Linked DNA regions of Danio rerio: region 2 is linked to region 1. Evidence: chromatin contacts called from public HiChIP or PLAC-seq data. All regions are on one chromosome and are shown on one strand. Each heading gives the region's core, a stretch centred on a gene start, on an enhancer-like site or on the middle of the called end of the contact. The rest is flanking DNA. Distances are from core to core; before and after follow the strand shown.

Region 1 (3,816 bases), core at 633-3,132:
TAGAGCATGATCATGATTCATTTTTGAGGTGTAGCTACCAAAGAAAATCAATGTGTGCATTCCAAGTATGAAACAGCAGTAATGTTAGCTTATGCAGTATCGACTGTCAGCGTGTACTTTAACAATAACCGATAATGTGTATTTGTTGAACTCAAAGGCAGCAGATTTCTCTTGATTAAGCTGTTTTTTCTTCAGATAGTAAGATTGTTTTTCTCCATGAGTAAACTGTCTGTCGGGAACTCGTCACGTGCTGATAGATCACATGCTCTTACGTGTTCACCGGGGCGGGATCAACAGATCTATAGGCAATAATCTCGACCAATGAGAAATTCAGGAATTTGCCTTCAGATGCGCTATAAAACTTGTGGCCCCTCACAGCGACTCACAATATTTTCTCCTGGATTCGGGACAACGCGGTGAGTCAGGAGTTTTTACAGCTTTCTGGAACATTGTTCTGCTGTTTAAACATTTGAATATAAAAACGCCTTTACCGAGCCTTTAATGTGGTTTTGTTGAATGAATCTTTGTTTGGGTCAAGATTTATTTTGCTTTATTTACAGAACATGAGCTTGTTTGGGTCTTTCTCTTATTGAGGCTCTTGCAAAATATGTTTCGTGATCAACGTTATTTCTTCCGTCGACGCACGGCTTTAACGTTACCTTCTTTACTAATGATTTAGCGTTTTCTGCTATAACAGTGGATTTTGAAATCGTTTCAATAGTTTCTTTTTCGATTTCCGTGGCCTGGTTTCGGTCTTTGTTTTCTTTTCCTGGGAAGCTGTGGGCTGCGACCGGCCAGATCCCGTGACTGCAGCAGATCAGACACACCAGGAACATTGTATTCTTTTCTGTTCCCAGACCAGTGTTTCTGTCTTGAGGCCCGCGTAAACAAACGTATTTTTAGACTAAGTTATATACAGATGTACGTTATTTGTTAATCTCTGTTAGGTGTTGTACGTTTTTAATAAATTATTAATGATTAATTCGTCCTCTCCCTTTTAGGTTATCGCTGTTTTTAGTGCTGTCCATAATTGTTAATTATCACTGTCTAGCTGTGGTTCTTTGCACGGTGTAAACAAATATCGAAGCTGTAATCTGATCTCACGACGTTAGAAACGTATACCAGTTCTTTTAAATATACATATGCCTTTAATTATACATTGGGAAATCGACTGACCGAGGAATTGGTCTATAAAATGACGTAAAATTTTAAATAAATTCAACCTGCTTGAGGAATTTTATCTTAAACCTTTTAAAAACGTTCACGCAACATTTAAGATTTTACGTGTTGCCTGTTTCTGTCCCCATGACAAAACAGGCTTGATTAAATCATATTGTCTAAAATGTTGATGACCATGTAGATCAACATAGTCGAATATGTTTGTTTACTGCTATGAGGGTTGAATTAGTTTTTTCTGCTTTATTTATTGGAAACTGGCAAAATAATCACACATTATTTTAATCTAAAGTGACCATAAATGCATTTGTTACAAACCTACAGGTTTCAAACACTTATGTAATTGAACACTGCAAAGTAGCATTTTATTGTAATTTCCTCAAATTTGAAGCACAAAAAACAACAACTTGACACTATTATATTTATAGTATTTAGTTAAAACGATTATTAAATAATGGCCGAGCACCAGTGAGCAAATCAGCATATTAATATGACTTCCATTGTGTCTTCATTTGTCACAGAAGACCAACAATTGAGCATTTTTAAAAATTGAATAAATGATAAAATAAGATGATTTAAAACCATAAGGGTAGCAAAAAAGTAAACCGGATGTTTGACATGATCTCTTTGCATGTGTTTTGTTGTTTTTAAATTTCATGGTCACTTGTTGCAACATGTCTGACCTGTTGTTGTTTTTCCCCCCAGTGTTTTCATCATGAGGGTGTTCTTGGCTGCTTTTACCTTGTGCCTCAGCGCTGTGTTCGCTGCTCCTACTTTAGACCAGCAATTAAATGATCATTGGGATCAGTGGAAGAAATGGCACAGTAAAAAATACCATGCAGTGAGTGTCTAAAGCTCATCGTTTATTTCCAGTTTACATCCATTGAATGAAGAACTGTGTTGAACATTTTGCTTTCTCTTAACACAGACAGAGGAAGGGTGGAGAAGGATAATCTGGGAGAAAAACTTGAAAAAGATTGAAATGCACAATCTGGAGCACTCCATGGGCATACACACCTACAGACTCGGAATGAACCACTTTGGAGACATGGTATGATTGCAAAAGTTGTTTGTATAAGGCGTTTGCATATTGATTTTATGAAATTCCTTCAGAATTTTAGCTAAATTTTTCTGTGTCTGCAGACTCACGAGGAGTTCAGACAGGTGATGAATGGTTTCAAACACAAGAAAGACAGACGATTCAGAGGATCCCTGTTCATGGAGCCCAACTTCATTGAGGTCCCAAACAAGCTGGACTGGAGAGAGAAGGGATATGTGACTCCTGTGAAAGATCAGGTGAGACAAAAATGATGTGCCTTTTTTAATATGAACCATAACTCTAGAAAACAAAAAAACTGGTCGTTCCAGTTTGGAAGTTTGATGTAAATTCTGCTTGTAATGTATGTAAACCATATACTCTGACAAGGCTTGAGCTAGGGATTCAGTGTTTGTTTAAACAAATGCTTTTGATTTTAAATACAATGGCCCCCATTTTGCACAACAACATTCAATGTTCTGTAGCCTTTAGTTGAGGAATTATTCTTTTAATTTAAGGCTTAGGGGCAAGATAATGAATGCTACCTCTCAGTATACTTTAATGAAATAAAAGTTGAAGGAAAACTAAAACGGGTTATTGAAATATCGGTACCCTCAGTTTCTGTAAAGCAAAATATGTTATGATGACTAGTATGTGTCACGCTATGTATAACTGTGTATAACATGACGCTTCCATGTTTAGAAATCAGATTTCTAAAATTAGTCTAAATTAAATATCCAAATGTAACCCTGGTTCTTCAGCTAATAAAAAATACTTTGTTTACTTTAGCTTAATTTAAACCTTTGTTTTGTCTCATTTGAGAATTTATAGTTCATTTAGAAATAAACTTGCTGCCATTATTTACTCAACACTTTCCAAACCTGTTTGCATTTCTTTGTTCTATTGAATGCAAAGATATTTGAAAAGTTTTAGAAACCATTCGCTTTATAGTATTTATCTTGCTACTATGTATGAAAGCCAAATGGCCTTGAAACGGTTTCCCAAAACAGGCCATCTCTTTGAAAGTCACCGAATGTTTAATTCCTTCTGAGGACTTGAAACCCACTATCAATTTGTACAAAACCGAAACATGGCAAAGGGATTGGGACATCTGCACCAACAATAAATTGCGTGAAATTAACCTTAAAATAAATAAATAGACATTTAGCAAATTCTATTTAATAATTTTGAGACCAAGCATGATCAGAAGGTCTATACCAGATGTCAAATTGGACCTTCTAGGTTGACTTTTTTTTTTTTTTTTTTTTTTTTTTTTTTTTTTTTTTTTTTTTTTTTTTTAATTAATAATGAAGAATCACCTAAATGTAATTACTGCCAGACTGCTCTTACCATAAAACCCGTTTTGTTGGAAAGTAGAAGTTTAAATTCCATCAGACAAAGTTTTTATAAGGAGAGTACTTTGATGGACATTTTTAGAAAGGTACCACCAGGAAGAGATTTAAATTATCAAAAATAGACTTGAAAAATCATATTTAACTTTAAAAATATCTTTGAATTTTATCTATTTATAATTAATATATTTGTCAGTAACTTTTTTTTTTTCCCCACGAATTTGCTTTCATGTATTATGTATATCCATTTTG
Region 2 (3,649 bases), core at 1,018-3,517, 200 kb after region 1:
ATATTTCGTACAGTTATACATGAGTTTTTAAACTGGTTTCAGGACCACAATGTCCTGGGGTGCTGGATGGGTCTGTGAAAATGTTTGAAGAAAAAGCTTAAAGTTTCTCTTGGAAAAATAATAATAATAATAATAAAATTTAAGTTATTAATCCATTTAAAAACATTTAAAAAGAGGATGCAAATGAATAATGCAAATGCTCTCATAAAACTATTGTATAATTATATGTGTAGCATTATTATAATTGTTCTATGAAGGAATTACTATATTTACTATATTTATTTTAAAAATGAATTATCTAAAAAATATTGTTAATTTGGTAAGATATTAAATACTGTACTTTATTAGAAATTAAAATATGACATTAATGTTTTGATTTATATTTTTGACAGTAAAATACAATAAACTTATTAAATGTGTTTTAAATATTATGATGGAGGTCCTTCAGATGAGGAGGATCATGAGGATTGGTGATACATGAAGATGAACTATATAATATTTATGATATAATGCAAGCTCAACTTATTCTCTTTTTATTTTTTAAATCTATTTGATGCAAGGAAGCTACCACAAAAACAGAATAGCAAAAACTGCTTTTGTTGTTCACACAAAACAATTTGAGTGCAAAAATGAGATACAAATAAATGTTTCAATATTTTAAATACATAGCCTATTGAACGTCTGATTCGTTGTTCCGCAGTCTTCACAAAGTTTCCCCTTTGTCGGTATATATCTATTTATATGTTTATTTTGTTTTAAAGAGCGTTTTCTCCTCTATTCCTTTTGCGTCTGCAGCGTAATTTTATTAGCATTTCTGTCCTCTTCCAGCTCCCCATGGTGTGAATTCCCTTCACCATACACAGACTGCATGCTGCATTATCGTCACCTTGAAATTTCATCTGCTATTTTCCAATTAAAAGCTTAATAGCCCTGGAAACGGAGTTCATGTGGTGAAGTTTACCGTGGCCCCCAGTTCTCAAAGTTGTGCTGCCGGGATCCCATTACGTGCTTGAATAAACCCATTTAGGAACAGAAACGGGACTCGAGGGTGCCCGGTGTTGAGTTTCACTGGACTTTAAAAGCGATGGGCATCATTTTAAGAAAGGTGTGCTGCAATTTACACCCTACACCCCCGCATTTAAAGCCTTTGCATGTTTACTGTGAGCACAACAGCAAATAGGCCTGTTTAATGTAGATGACATTGCCCAGTTCACTTCATTCAATATTTATTATTATTTATTATTATGAGATCCTTCAAGAACTAATTTAAAGTCAAAATCATATTGCTCAATTAACTCGTGCTGCATGTCGCACCATTCAACATTTTTTTTTTCATGGGAATAAGTGGAGTTCATTCAAATGCAAACCACCATATTATTGTCGCCTGTGTTTAATTCGAATTCGCAGCGTGTGGTTAAACTAAATACCTAAGTGGTCGCATGGTTTTGGTGAAAAGCGCACAGCAGTTATGGGAACTCATTTCTACATTCCCAGTCAATTCTTCAAATTACTCCAGTCATAAGGACCTCATGCTTCGTATGTTGGCAAATCGATGTGATGTGGTTCAAACAACCGGTCAAAATGATGAAGTTTATTTCATCTTGATGTTCATTAATAAGTTTATTTTATATAATTGTTAATTATTTCGAATACGCGTTTAAATACAAACACGGCTACACATTTTGTGAATTAAATTAGAGTTATGAATAATGCGATTTTTTAGCCTATTTTTTTATTTAGTTTCTGGTCTAAATTCTGTATGAAGTTGAATTATGATATCTTAACGAAATATTAAATTACACTAACGATTTGTTGATGTAGCCTACCATCCTATACAGATGCCAACTGAGTGCCAACAGTTGCTATCGACGTGCGTCTGTTTAATCTTTTATCTAATTAATCAGTTTGTGCTATTTGACTTGAACTTCTGTAGTTAAACACTAACTGAAAACGCAAATTAAACATTACTGATACATGTAAACACGATACCTAGGCCTACCTTGTAGACCCAATTGTTTTTATACTGTTTCATATATTATATTATATTATATTATATTATATTATATTATAATATATTATTATTGACAGGAATAATCCGAATTTGTATTTTGTAATTTCCATACTGCAAACAAGCTATCAGTAATTGTAGGCTTTGTAAAAGGTTGCATATCGGCAAGATCCCTAAATATATTTAAGAAAAAAAACGAGCCTTCCTCCCTCCATCCAGTGTCAGGGGGATGTAAATGGCTCGTGACAGTGATGTGAGGAATAGAAGTTACTCGTTAGTGCGTGTCAGATCGCCCGATGCACTTCTTTATTGCGGGGCGAAAGGTGGATCCTCGTCTTAAAGAGTCAACACCTCTCATCAGGAGTGTATCGAGCAGCCGAGGGGCTTGATCTTGACAGCACTCTTTCTCTACACCTTATCTGATGCACTTGCGCCTCTGGCACCTTTGGAAACCACTTGAGAAATGAATGGCTACGGATCGCCCTACCTCTACATGGGGGGCCCGGTGTCCCAGCCGAGAGCGCCCCTCCAGAGGACCCCCAAGTGTGCGCGCTGCAGGAACCACGGGGTGCTGTCCTGGCTGAAAGGGCACAAGCGCTACTGCCGATTTAAGGACTGCACTTGTGAGAAATGTATTCTGATAATCGAGCGGCAGCGGGTGATGGCAGCTCAGGTGGCGCTGAGGAGGCAGCAGGCGAACGAGAGTTTGGAGAGTTTGATCCCGGAGTCTCTGAGAGCGCTGCCCGGCATCACGGTGAACAGCGGAGAGCAGAGCGCGAACCCGCGGGCCAGCGACATAGACCTGCGCTGGAGCACAGAGACCGGGACCCCCAAAACACCGCAAGGTAACCGCTTTCTCAGTATTTGAAAAAGTTTACTGATTGGAATTAAGTTTTAGCAACCCTGATGACGATGCGTTGTTTGCACACATCAATATTGTAACTGGTCCTTATTTACTTATTTAATAACTTACTTACAAATCTTATTTAACACATAATTGGATAAACGAGAACATTGGCTGGATTTTTAAACATTGACACTGGCAACTTTTACAACCTAATTAGTAAATTAATATGTTAATATATTACGAATAAAATAATAAAAATTATATTTAGGCTTGTCACAAATATTAAACAAAATAATATGCATTGGTTCCGAAAAAACATGATAATGGACAATGCGGACAGTTTGTTTTTTAGAACAAGCTATTGATAACGAAACTATAAATTCATCACAATAAACATATTATTTTGTTTACATTAAAATATTATGTTTTATATCATTTATGATAATGAATAGAAATTCCAGCAAAACACTTTTATTAGATCCACACTTTTTTCGATATTTAATATACTTGAGAATAAACATTCTGCATTTTACAGGAAAAGTTCTGAAATTCCAACTAAATTATTTTTTCATTAAATTATATATATATAATCCGTATATGTATATATATATACAACAATCCGACATTTTGCATTAAGAAACTGGTATCGGCTTATTTCGGTGAGATGATCTGAATGCTGGTCGTTTTAAATACTTTATTCTGCGACCGACAGTACATATTAGAGGTAATAGGCAAGGCCCTGATAATCATTTCGTGGCAAGTCAAATGCAAAGTAGGCGAAGTCCAAGCTGATG

What was found. HiChIP or PLAC-seq counts read pairs in DNA pulled down with a chosen protein or histone mark.
Region 2: an H3K4me3 HiChIP or PLAC-seq map of gastrula embryo shows a contact between it and region 1, with 2.6 times the contacts expected there. The contact joins the promoter of dmrt3a here to the promoter of ctsla in region 1. A contact is called at or near these places in 2 of 4 datasets of contacts at active chromatin or transcription factors (embryo and gastrula embryo).

The regions. Positions count from the first base shown.
Region 1 is chr5:45,686,507-45,690,322 of GRCz12tu, forward strand. It overlaps ctsla (cathepsin La), which reads left to right and starts at 1,883. Exons shown (of 7, transcript NM_212584.1): 1 at 1,883-2,017; 2 at 2,105-2,227; 3 at 2,320-2,472. The coding sequence starts at 1,892.
Region 2 is chr5:45,882,453-45,886,101 of GRCz12tu, forward strand. dmrt3a (doublesex and mab-3 related transcription factor 3a) reads left to right here and starts at 2,268. Exons shown (of 2, transcript NM_001005779.2): 1 at 2,268-2,853. The coding sequence starts at 2,472. All of the region lies in intron 2 of LOC141385595 (a long non-coding RNA gene), which reads right to left. It also overlaps a transcript of dmrt1 not described here.